Regions from separate parts of the Columba livia genome. Here region 1 is linked to region 2. A link is a contact called in public Hi-C data. All regions are on one chromosome and are shown on one strand. Each heading gives the region's core, a stretch centred on a gene start, on an enhancer-like site or on the middle of the called end of the contact. The rest is flanking DNA. Distances are from core to core; before and after follow the strand shown.

The links. Hi-C and Micro-C count contacts between places; a contact is called where the count stands out from the background.
Region 1: a contact with region 2 is called in a Hi-C map of liver, with 2.2 times the contacts expected there. The contact joins the promoter of LOC110355623 here to the promoter of CEP76 in region 2. A contact is called at or near these places in 2 of 2 Hi-C or Micro-C datasets (crop and liver).

Annotation. Positions count from the first base shown.
Region 1 is chr2:107,289,117-107,294,763 of bColLiv1.pat.W.v2, reverse strand. It overlaps LOC110355623 (centrosomal protein of 290 kDa), which reads right to left and starts at 3,095. Exons shown (of 8, transcript XM_065053113.1): 1 at 2,690-3,095; 2 at 1,808-1,947; 3 at 1,131-1,211. The coding sequence starts at 2,722. The region is part of intron 1 of MPPE1 (metallophosphoesterase 1); the gene reads right to left.
Region 2 is chr2:107,001,540-107,006,915 of bColLiv1.pat.W.v2, reverse strand. CEP76 (centrosomal protein 76) reads right to left here and starts at 3,464. Exons shown (of 11, transcript XM_065053091.1): 1 at 3,307-3,464; 2 at 1,970-2,125; 3 at 1,555-1,636. The coding sequence starts at 3,369. PSMG2 (proteasome assembly chaperone 2) reads left to right here and starts at 3,483. Exons shown (of 7, transcript XM_005514026.4): 1 at 3,483-3,669; 2 at 5,295-5,376. The coding sequence starts at 3,601.

The sequences.
Region 1 (5,647 bases), core at 1,846-4,345, 290 kb before region 2:
GTACAAATGACTCATTGATGGAAGACCCAGACACTAGCAACAGGAGGGTGGCAACAACTCTGCAGCATGTCACACAGATCATTCTTCTCCCTGACGGCACAACAGGAATAGCAGAAGACCACTCCTGAAGTATATAAAAAAGCTTGTCCAGGAACTACTTTCTTGCCACCAATCAAGAACCCACAATGAGGACTCCTGAGGCAGCGTCTCCAGCTCTGTGTTGCACAAAACATCTCATTGCTTCTGAGTGTGTGGGTGTGAGGATATGAGTGAATTAATTCTACAAGATAACGAGTGTGAGTGGGTAAAACCAATGGAAAGATAATATCCCAACTCTGGTTTATTTTGCCTTTGATATTATCTTGCATCAAGTTCTGCTACACTAATTTCCTACCATATTTCATAGCATCTACATATATCAGGCCCATAATGCAACTGATGAACATGAACAGACATTTTTCCTATTTTATTAGGAATTCTAATAAGAGCTTGCATTCATACTAAGTCATGCCTAAGTCATGCCTGCGCGACACCAGGATGAGTAACACTATAATACAGAACAACTTTGTAAAATAACATGCAAATAGATGCTAGAAAACAAGCTAAGTCAGGTTATCTGTGTACAACCTAATACAAAGCAGGTCCAGCACTAGATTCAAAGAGTAACTCAGACTTCTTCCACATAAGGATCTAATTAGTTACCCAATGCACGCCCTGAGCCAGACACCCAGCCTTCCTGTGCAATTTGCAAAGAGAGTCTGGTACACTGTAAGGGAGGAAAGCGAAAAGCAAAGGCAAAGGGAAGTTTCATAATTATAGGTTAAAAACATACAAAAAATATTGTGTGTGTGTACACATGCATGAAGGAGCTTCCCCAGCTCATCCAATTTTTATCAGTGAAAGATTCGAGAAAGAAATCAATTTCGTTCTTTGTTTAGTGCTATTTTCAAGTTTAATCTAAGATTTAGTATTTCCTTTTAAAAATGTAAATTGTTTTCCATTGTTTCAAAGGCTGAAAGCAGCTTCGATAAAAGTTAACAAAAACTCAACCGGTTTAACCAGGAACAACACATTCTACCCTACACAGAAGAATATTTAATTCTGTAAAGAACCAATTTCCAAGAACTCACCTGACATTGTCACTCTCTAGATTAAGATCCTTGCCGTATCCACCCTTATGCCATAATTGGGTTTCTGTCTGAACTTGAACACTTCATTAAAACAAACACAACAGCTTAATAAAATTAGATTTTACAATCTTAATTGGATCAAACAAAGCAACTGAAAAAGGCTAAATTACTTTTCAGTTTAATTTGACAATAGAGATTTCCATGCAGGATCATAAACGTACCAAAATTTCAACTTCAAATTTTTGCAACAGTTACTTAAATCCTGGCAGGACTCTCTCCAAAACACTACCACTATGGTTTTTCAGGTCTTAAGGTCACAGTTTCTGAATCTCCTAAACAGCATTGATGCAATTTAACTATGTTACTTATGTTTGGTGGAAAAATAGTCTAAAACTCTATACAGTTAAAGAGAGAGAGCATGTGGCTAAGCAGGGTTACTACTTATTGATATTAAAACTGTTTATTTCACTAAAACAAGGAATTTTGTCCAAGTTGCCCCAGCCATCCTTTGTTTCTTTACACACTTCCAGAATTCTCCGTCCCCCAATCCTGTTCAACAGCAGCCCCTCAAAATATGGAGAACACACAAGGCCTGGGCCATCTGAAGAATATAAGGGTAAAAGTCCTGAAATACTGCGCTTCTTTTGATGCAAAAAGAAAAGTTTGACAATTCTTACTCTCTGCTTGTGACACAGTCATGCATTAACTGCTGCAGATGCAGTTTTTCTTGGATCTGACCCAGATTCTTTTCTAGATCCTTATTTCTCATGTGTAGTTTTTTCAACTTCTTGACTAACTGTTCATTTTCATCACTGAGCTGAAAAGGAAGAGAATTGAAAAAGAAAAACCAAGCAACTTTTTCAAATAAAGTGTTAATTGAGCTGATAATATTTCAAATTAAAATTACCTCCCAAAAGTTTTACTGTGGTTACCTTGAACTATATAAATACATAAAGGAAAAGGACTGGAAAAATAATTGGCTTCAAACTTTATGAAGAACTGACTATCACACAGCTTTTTTAACACATCTATTAAAGGCTTCTAACGTAATTCATAATTCATTAGTGAATGATAAGATGAACTGGTTTTGTATTTAAAAAAATAAATCACAAAGGGACAAAACAAACAAACTTTCAGTTATAAACTCTAAACACCATCTCTGCAACTAAGCTCAGGCACTTTCTAGTTTCAGCTGGGCAGGGTGTTGGGCCAGTAAAGGTTGGACCAGACGATCCTTGTGGTCACTTCCAACCTGGTATTCTATGATTTGTTGTTATTGCTGTTTTAACCTCACCAAAGCCGAAAGAGCAAACTACAGCCGCAGTGGTAGAGTTTCTTGCGTGCAGGTTTGCTGAACCCCGCCCGGCACCATAGAATGATGCTTATCGCTTCGTCTACCACCCAAATGCACCTGCCTACACTGCCCTGACCCACGGGTTATTCAGTAACACCGACACAATCGACCGATGCTCTGTCCAGAGAAGGCGGAGCAGCAAGAAAAACCGCCGGACGGACGGACGGCGGCCCCGCGGGCCGGCACTACCGAGGTCCCCACTCACTCGCAGGCACTTGTGCACAGACGGCAACGCCATCGCGCCCGTACCGCCGCCACAAATCCGCCCGCCGCCCGCGGCGACCGCGCCGTGGAAGGACCCCGCCTAGCTGCCCTATTCACTGCCTGCCACCGCCGCTCGGGCGGGCGCCTTGGCCACCAAAGCCCATCCGCACTGGCGCCGTACAGTTGACGTCATGGGTGAGCGACCGCACTGTGTCAAAGGCCCCGGCTACCTCCCTTCCCCCCCCGTTGCCAGGGAAACGGCAGCGCTCGCAGCGCCCGCTGCTCCCCCCCGCTCCCTCACGGAATCACAGAATGTTGGGGATTGGAAGGGACCTCAAAAGATCATCTAGTCCAATCCCCCTGCTGGAGCAGGAACACCTAGATGAGGTTACACGGGAATGTGTCCAGGTGGGTTTTGAATGTCTCCAGAGAAGGAGACTCCACAACCTCCCTGGGCAGCCTGTTCCAGTGTCTGTCACCCTCACTGAGAAGAAGTATCTTCTCAAATTTAAGTGGAACCTCTTGTGTTCCAGTTTGCACCCATTGCCCCTTGTCCTATCATTGGTTGTCACCGAGAAGAGCCTGGCTCCATCCTCATGGCACTCACCCTTTACATATTTATAAACATTAATTAGGTCACCCCTCAGTCTCCTCTTCTCCAAGCTAAAGAGCCCCAGCTCCCTCAGCCTTTCCTCATAAGGGAGGTGCTCCACTCCCTTAATCATCTTTGTGGCTCTGTGCTGGACTCTCTCCAGCAGTTCCCTGTCCTTCTTGAACTGAGGGGCCCAGAACTGGACACAATATTCCAGATGCGTTCTCACCAGGGCAGAGTAGAGGGGAAGGAGAACCTCTCTGGTCCTACTAACCACCCCCCTTCTAATACACCCAGGATGCCATTGGCCTTCCTGGCCACAAGGGCACAGTGCTGGCTCATGGTCATCCTGCTGTCCACCAGGACCCCCAGGCCCCTTTCTCCTACGCTGCTCTCTAACAGGTTGTTCCCCAACTTATACTGGAACCTGGGGTTTTTCCTGCCCAGATGCAGGACTCTACACTTTCCCTTGTTATATTTCATTAAATTTTTCCCTGCCCAACTCTCCAGCCTGTCCAGGTCTCGCTGGATGGCAGCACAGCCTTCTGGCGTGTCAGCCACCCCTCCCAGCTCGGGAGAGGCACGGCTGGAGCGGGAGGCAGGCGGCAGTGCCGCGGCTGGGAAGGGCTCGCCCCGGGGCTGGCCCGGCGCGTTTCACCGCCCGTGAGGCAGAGATCTCCTGCCCGGCCTGTGGCGGCCGGTGACACGGGACTCTGAGCCAGCTGTAGGGTTCCAGAATCGGCTTTGCTGCGGCCTCTGGAGACAGCCTAAGAACACCCAGTGCCAGCCCATCTCTTTTACATTGTCCTTAGTTTTATTCACAAGTTAATTTTCCGTGACTAGTGGCAACTGAGTGCTTGGGATTGAGAACGCTGCCAATTACAGACCTGCATGGGGACATTTCTACCTCAACACACACCAAGTCACGTATCTCTACAACAGTGTATTCTGCATCTCTTGCTCCCATCACAACAGGCTGTCCAAGGTACAACGACCTAATGCCCAATGGGTTGTGTCTTAGTGTTTGTGGTACCTGGTATTACTGCTATTTGCTGGGTTTTGTCTTTCTTTTTTTTTTTATTTCGTATTTTGCAGGTGTTTTTTGGCAGAGCAGGCTGGAGGGCATACAGGCAGGGCAAAAACATTTCACCCTTGCGGCAGACTGGACCATAACAGATAACATGCCAACAGAAGGCATCCACAGCCACAAGATCATCCATCACAGCAAGACTGACCCAAAACGGTGATTACTGCTGCCCTCTGTTGCCTGTTATCACCAGTTCAAAACCTTTCCTGTTTCTGTCTCTCTAGATCTCAAATCAAAGTCTTTTGCTCTCTGTCTTTGTATAAAATGTTGCTTGTCTTGTTACTTACAGCCCATGACATGTTGCCATCTTTTTTTTTTTTGATAAAATGTTGCCAGATACCACCTGCCCCTCCACCTTGACCATGTAGCTCACCTGATGGCAGGGCCTGGCAATTTTTGCAAGGAACCATTCATGCCCAGGAAGAGAGGAAGGGAGACGCCAGCAGGTCACTGCTGCCTACCATGGGTTTACAACTTACCGAACACATTACAAGGCACCCCGGGTACTGTAAATGTAACCAGATGAAGGGGAGGTGGGGCGTGCACCTTCAGCTCCAGGATGCAACCCCATCAACCTGGATCAGCCTGTCACCCATCTAGCCGACCCCCTGCACTCTGCACACAGGTCACAGTGCAAGGTAAAAGCCATTGTGCTGGGCTGAATATACACGAGATCCAAGCTATGAAGCTGCTGACAAGCCGAGAGCACGTGGGAGGGAACGATGCGCCTGTGCTGCCAACTGCTGCCAGAAATCCTATCTGCGAAGATTTCTGTATTGGTTCCGTAATTGCTGAAGCAGCCACACAACACTGCTAATTCTTGGGGCCCATGAGGAGTCACCTTGTCCCCAAATAGCCTGGCAACAAAATTGCTACTTTAATCAGCAACTAACACTGAATAAATTAGCAACTGACAGTTCATAGTATGAAAACCAGGAAGTCACTTCTTGATAAAGAGATGGCTGGATGTAACTAGCTACAGTAGCAGTAAAAAAAATAAAATCAATTTGGGATGTATAATACTATCGAGCAATGCAGTGGTGCTGCAGAGAAAGGGAGATCCTGTTTTCAGATGGAATAGCAATATCCTGAGAGGTAATTACTCAGTTCTATTCTGGTTTATCCAGCACAAACAAGATCTCAGGTGAGGTCCTGAGGAGTCTAGAAAACAGGAATAAAAATTCCATGAGGAAGAAAATACAGCATACCAGGAAGGGTTGAAATAACTGTGTTTGTTTAGTCCAGAAAACTGAGACTGCCAAGAATCATTTCAATAATAA
Region 2 (5,376 bases), core at 2,215-4,714:
ATCCAGAAGTATAAGCAATGATCCCATCTTAAAAATCAAATTCAGCTTAGGATAGAGCTACAGAAAGATTACAGTTAATTTACAGAGGAGATAAAAAGATTCCTGTAGTTGAGTACTCCAGTGTAACCAGTTCAGTTGCACAGAAATTAAGGTGGAATTATCAATTAAGAAAATAAATAATATTAAAGCACCATTAGGTAACAGCAATTGAAAAAATATTCTTTTAATAAGTTGGAATGTGTCAGGTGAACTTACTATACATCAGTATTTAGGAAACAAATTTCTCCGTAGTTAAGCTTGTCCCTATGATATAAACTGTTCCATGAGCAGCAGAATTTAAAAAGTCTGGTTTTCTTTGAACTTGTGGTGTACTCACTTCCTTCCCCAAGTCCAACTACAATAACTCTGGCTTTGTCTCTGGTACCTGATATTCCATAAGCTACCCTGGATTTCTACAGGGTTCAGACCAAATCCGGAAGTCTCTTCATAACACACTTAGTTCCTACGGTGTTCCCTGGCTACCAACAAAATAACAGTAATACAGGCTGTGGATGACTGACACTTCTGCAGGTGTTTGCCAAATGGTAGGCAAACTGAACTCACACTAAAGATTTTCTTTCCATCTGATGACAAATCTATGTTACACTTCTTCAACTGTCAGCACAAAGTTCATGAAAAATCACAGCCATCTTAGTATCTCTTACCAGCTCTGAGACTATTATCTCACTGTCCATTATAAACTGGGTCAAATTCAAAAGTTATTTTAGAGTGGAAAAGAAGATGCAAGAGTAGAGAATGATCTACAAGTGGCATAACCTAATACAGTAATCGGTTTCCTTAGGAAAATGTGATAAAAAATAGGAAAGAAAGCCAGTAAGTAATATCAAATATATTTTGTAATAACTCTGAAGTCAGAAAAAAATCCCAATAGCATCAGCCTTAGACCCACAACATTCCTTACCTAGGCTATCCTTGTGTACCTCAAGTAAAAAACCGTCATGAAAATCTGGCTCACAGGCACACGGGACAGGTTTAGAACGGAAGCGCTGATTTCGAAAATGTAAACACAGGGTGAAGGTAGAACAGATTTGGCCAGGCAGAGGCTCCGGTTCCTGAAGGTGTTCCAGAAAAGCTTTTCCACCCAAAACCTGAAGGTAAAGATACCTCCGTGTTGGGTCAATGTTAGCTGTAAAGCGTAGCAATAAAAATGAAGAGACTACAAACAGATCTTAAGAAGCATGTTAAATATCAGTTAACTAACAGAAGACTAGAAAACAAAAAATAAACTTTTTTTAAATGAGTGCTTAGAAGAAAGTGATTTTAAAATGTATGGAAGTTATCTTAATGTAAGATAAATGACATTAAAAAAATTCACATTTTATGCAACACTTAATTTCTGCTGCTTACGTAAATTTACTTTCTGTAGATAAGCAGGAAAAACATCCACCTTTATGGCAGTTCATACTGGACCACTAATTCAGAGTTCAAAAACTCATACACTTCAAATTTCTCTCAAACCTATGATCCAAATACTAAAATAAACAAGCAACATACTTTTTTTCAAAACTGGTGGTTCTCTGTCAACAAAATGTGTTGATGGTTTTGGAGCTGAAGTCCTCTCCCTTTCATTCACACCCTGAAATTACAATTAAGACTTTTTAAGGCATCAAGGGATGCAACAGTGCTCTTACCACAGCCTTCTAAAAATTAAAGAATCCTCAGTTTCACCTGAATGCCATTCCTCAGGTATGCTCCTACTTGAGATGTAACAAAACAGAACAAATAATTGCAATGTAATATTATCACCAAACCACTTTTAGCAAATGCCTTAAGCTGTTCTGCTCCTGATATGTCACCAATCAGTAAAGCCATTACAAACCTTTAGAAGTAGAGAGTTTTCACTTTGTCAAAACACCATGTCAGTAAGAAGGAAAAGCAAAAATATTTTCACTCTTGAAAAGCTACTTACAGTTACAAATTTAAGTTCCTTCATAACATCATCAATGATTCCTCGTTGTCTTAAGGCTTTTATCAGATCTTCTGTGGATAACTGCTGATGCTCAGGTGCTAACTCTTCACGTATAGTCTCAGCAAGAACTTCTCTGATCCTGCCATGGACATCCATCTGAAAGAAAATTCACTATATGCTACAAATACGGGGTCTTTAAATGGTAGCAGCTATGACTAAACAGTCACTCAATAAGACTAAAGATATACTCCTAGGAACACAGAAATAACTACATAAAAACATTCATCCTTTCAGAACTACCAGTTTAAAAAATCATGACCATACCAAACCTGAGCATTTTCACTGCTCTTTACAGCATTCCCTGCCTTGAACTTGCCTCCTTATAAAAAGGTCTGCAAATCCATCAAATATAAAATGGTCACTGTTTTAATCTCGTCTCCCTCAAGATTCATCTTTAGAATAATAGTTTCTTATTTTTTAAGGGGAAAAGTACACTTTTATACTTAAGACACAGAAGTAGGAAATCTCCATTGAAAGCTTCCCCTGTGCTCAAAGGGAAAACAGAATTTCTGTCCTTCATCTCAGCTGTTAAAATGCATGGATCTGCAAAACTGAGGGATGTTAGGCCCACAGCCACTGGGACTTACAATACTTTGCGACGCATGAGCTGAAGCATTTGTACTTAGTTCCCCATCAATCCAAGCCCAATAACTTCTCTCAAAAAGCAGCAAGCAAAGAACACATTCCTGTGCAGTCTACTCGGGTGAACCTGCTTTAGCAGGTGGTTTGGACTAGATGACCTCCAGAGGTCCCTTCCAATCCCAACCATTCTGTGAAAAAGGAACCAAAAACACCAAAAAGCCTCGGTCTCAGGGTTCCGACTCCCCGACTCAGCCGCCAGTGCCGCGGGCCTCTCCCTGCCCTGACCAGGGCAGCGACACGGAGCGAGAGAGCAGCAAGAGGAGGAGCGGACAGGGCGGCAGGGACCTCAGCTTCATCTCTCCGGGAGCCAGGAAAGCAGAGATGAGGGCGGGGAGCGGGGGCGGTAGGAGACGGCGAGGAAAAGGCCGCAAAGCGGGGCAAGGATCAGACAGGAGCGCGAACCGCCGCTGGCCGTTGTGCAAGAGGGCGCGAATGGCTCCTGGGAACCACCTGAAGCTGCTGAAGTAGAGAAAACAAAGCAAAGAACGGGCAGGGAGGGAGCGAGCGGGCACTGCTGCCGCCAGGGGCCGGGGCTCCGCACCGCCGGCACGGGGAACAGCAAAGCCCGACCAGGCCACCCCTCCCCCTGCGACAGGAGAAGTCGCTCCGCCGCTCTACCGCGCAGACACCCCCACCTTGACCAGCTGCTGGTGGATGATCTGCTTCAGCTCGGAGGCTTTCTCCGGCGGCAGCGCCATAGCAAGAGCGGGGACGAGTCACTTCCCACTCCGGCAGCAGCAGCGGGGAGGGGGCCCCCAACGGCCTTTCCAACGCGCGCGAGCGACGGCGTAACCGCCCGGGGCGCGGCCGCCGCCTCGCCCGCTGGGGGGCGCAGCGCGAGCGACGGCGGCCGTTACTCCCCGCCCCGCTGAGGAAAGGGGAGACGCGGCCGTTGCTTCCTGTCTCCTCTTCCCTCCTTCGCCGCCGGCATGTTTGTTCCTTGCGACCGTGGCGGGGGCTCCGCCAGCTCCGACTTTAAAGGCTTCACTCTGCTCATGGTAGGTTGTGCGCCTGTTTCTTCTCCCCTCTCCCCGTCTCGATGGGTTTGGGGGGGCGCCGCCCCAAGAGGGCACCCCGGAGCTGAGCGCTCCTCTCCGCTCCGTGGGGTGTGGGCAGGGGCCTGTCTTCCTGGATCGCCTGCATCTGTGGGGCAGGAGGGCTTGGGCACTTTCGTCTCTCTCTGCTCTGCTTGGGGGTCGCCCCTGGCACTTGCATGAGGGAAAGCGAAGAGGCGCTGGGCAGGCGGCTGCTGTGCCCGTGTGTGTATTGGGTGTTTTGCTGAGTGAAAGAGGCGGATTTTCAGGGGTCCTTCCCAGCGCTGTTTCCAGCAGAGCTTAATGCGCTCTCTTCCGTTTCCCTCGATTTCTCCTTCCTCAGCCCGTCCTTTTCTGCTCGTCAAGGGGAACATTATGTGCTGAGCTATAGCTACATGCTTTCACTCTAAGATTAAAGTGCTGTATGTCGTCTCACAGAATTTGCGGCATCTGTGGGTTGGCACTGGAATAAAAGTGTATTTTTTCACTTAGATGCCATATATATATATGTTTTTAATGAAAAAAAAATCTCATTTTTGCTATATTTAAACTCCGATTAGCATTGTTTTAGGAAGTGTTTTAATCACCTTCGTACATGGTATGAAATCAATTTAGGATAACCTAACCTAACCTGAGCTTACATTGGTTATTGTGGGGTAAGAGTTCCAGGGCAGGCTACGAAGTAGCAAACCATTATTTTTCCTGTTAGTGAGTCCCTTAACTGTATTACTTAAAGGTAAGCTTATCACCTCTCACTGAGGGCTGCACAGCTTGTAATGACTCTGCAGGCGGCACGGGAAGTCATTGCAGATCAGCTGACTGGCCACAGGAAATAGATCACTGCTGTTTTCTTTGGGAGTAACAGGCTGTTGAGTACCAGCCAGTTTTTAATGACAACTTCTTAAGTAATGTTAGGTTCTCTTTCACCGTGAGCTTATCAGCATCAAATTTGATATTTCCACAATTGGTGGCAGCAGAAATACCTAGAAATGCAGCTGCTTATAAATTAGAGGGAAGCAACAAAAAATTTGTCGTGGTCTTCCAGTATTTGTTTCTGTCTACAGGACACGAATTCTTGAATTTCTCTTTCTGTGCCATGAGATTAGGTCAGTGGCTGCCCTGATAGGTGATAACCCATGGCGATTCCTATGAAATGAATCCAAGATGACCCTTAGCATTATTATCCTCTTGTACATAGGTCTATTTACAGGCTTATAGCTTTAAAGTGTAATATCAACATTACCATTAGGTGTCACCTGAGGGCCACCAATCTCAGCTTTAGTGGTTTGAGTGACTTTGGTCTCCTCTGTGTCAAAAAAAAGACAGGGAGGAGACAGGCTTCCAAGCCTTTATTTAAGTGTACAATGCGATGGGTTTATTCACAGATGTGGCCGGGATGTTTTTGTGGGACGGGGCCAAGGTGTGTATTAATAATCTGGTAAGAAATAGTCACCTTTGTCAAATAATGAGCAGCCACTTTTAGAAATCATGTTTGTCAAGGAATGTAGTAGTTTAAACTTCCACTCTTTGAAGACCATATTGTGTTGTCCATAAAACACGCTGTAATTCAGTAACTTTTCTTACTTCAGCCAGCAGTGTCAGTGGGAAATGTTGGTCAGCTGGCAGTAGATCTAGTGATTTCCACACTCAACATGACTAAAGTTGGTTATT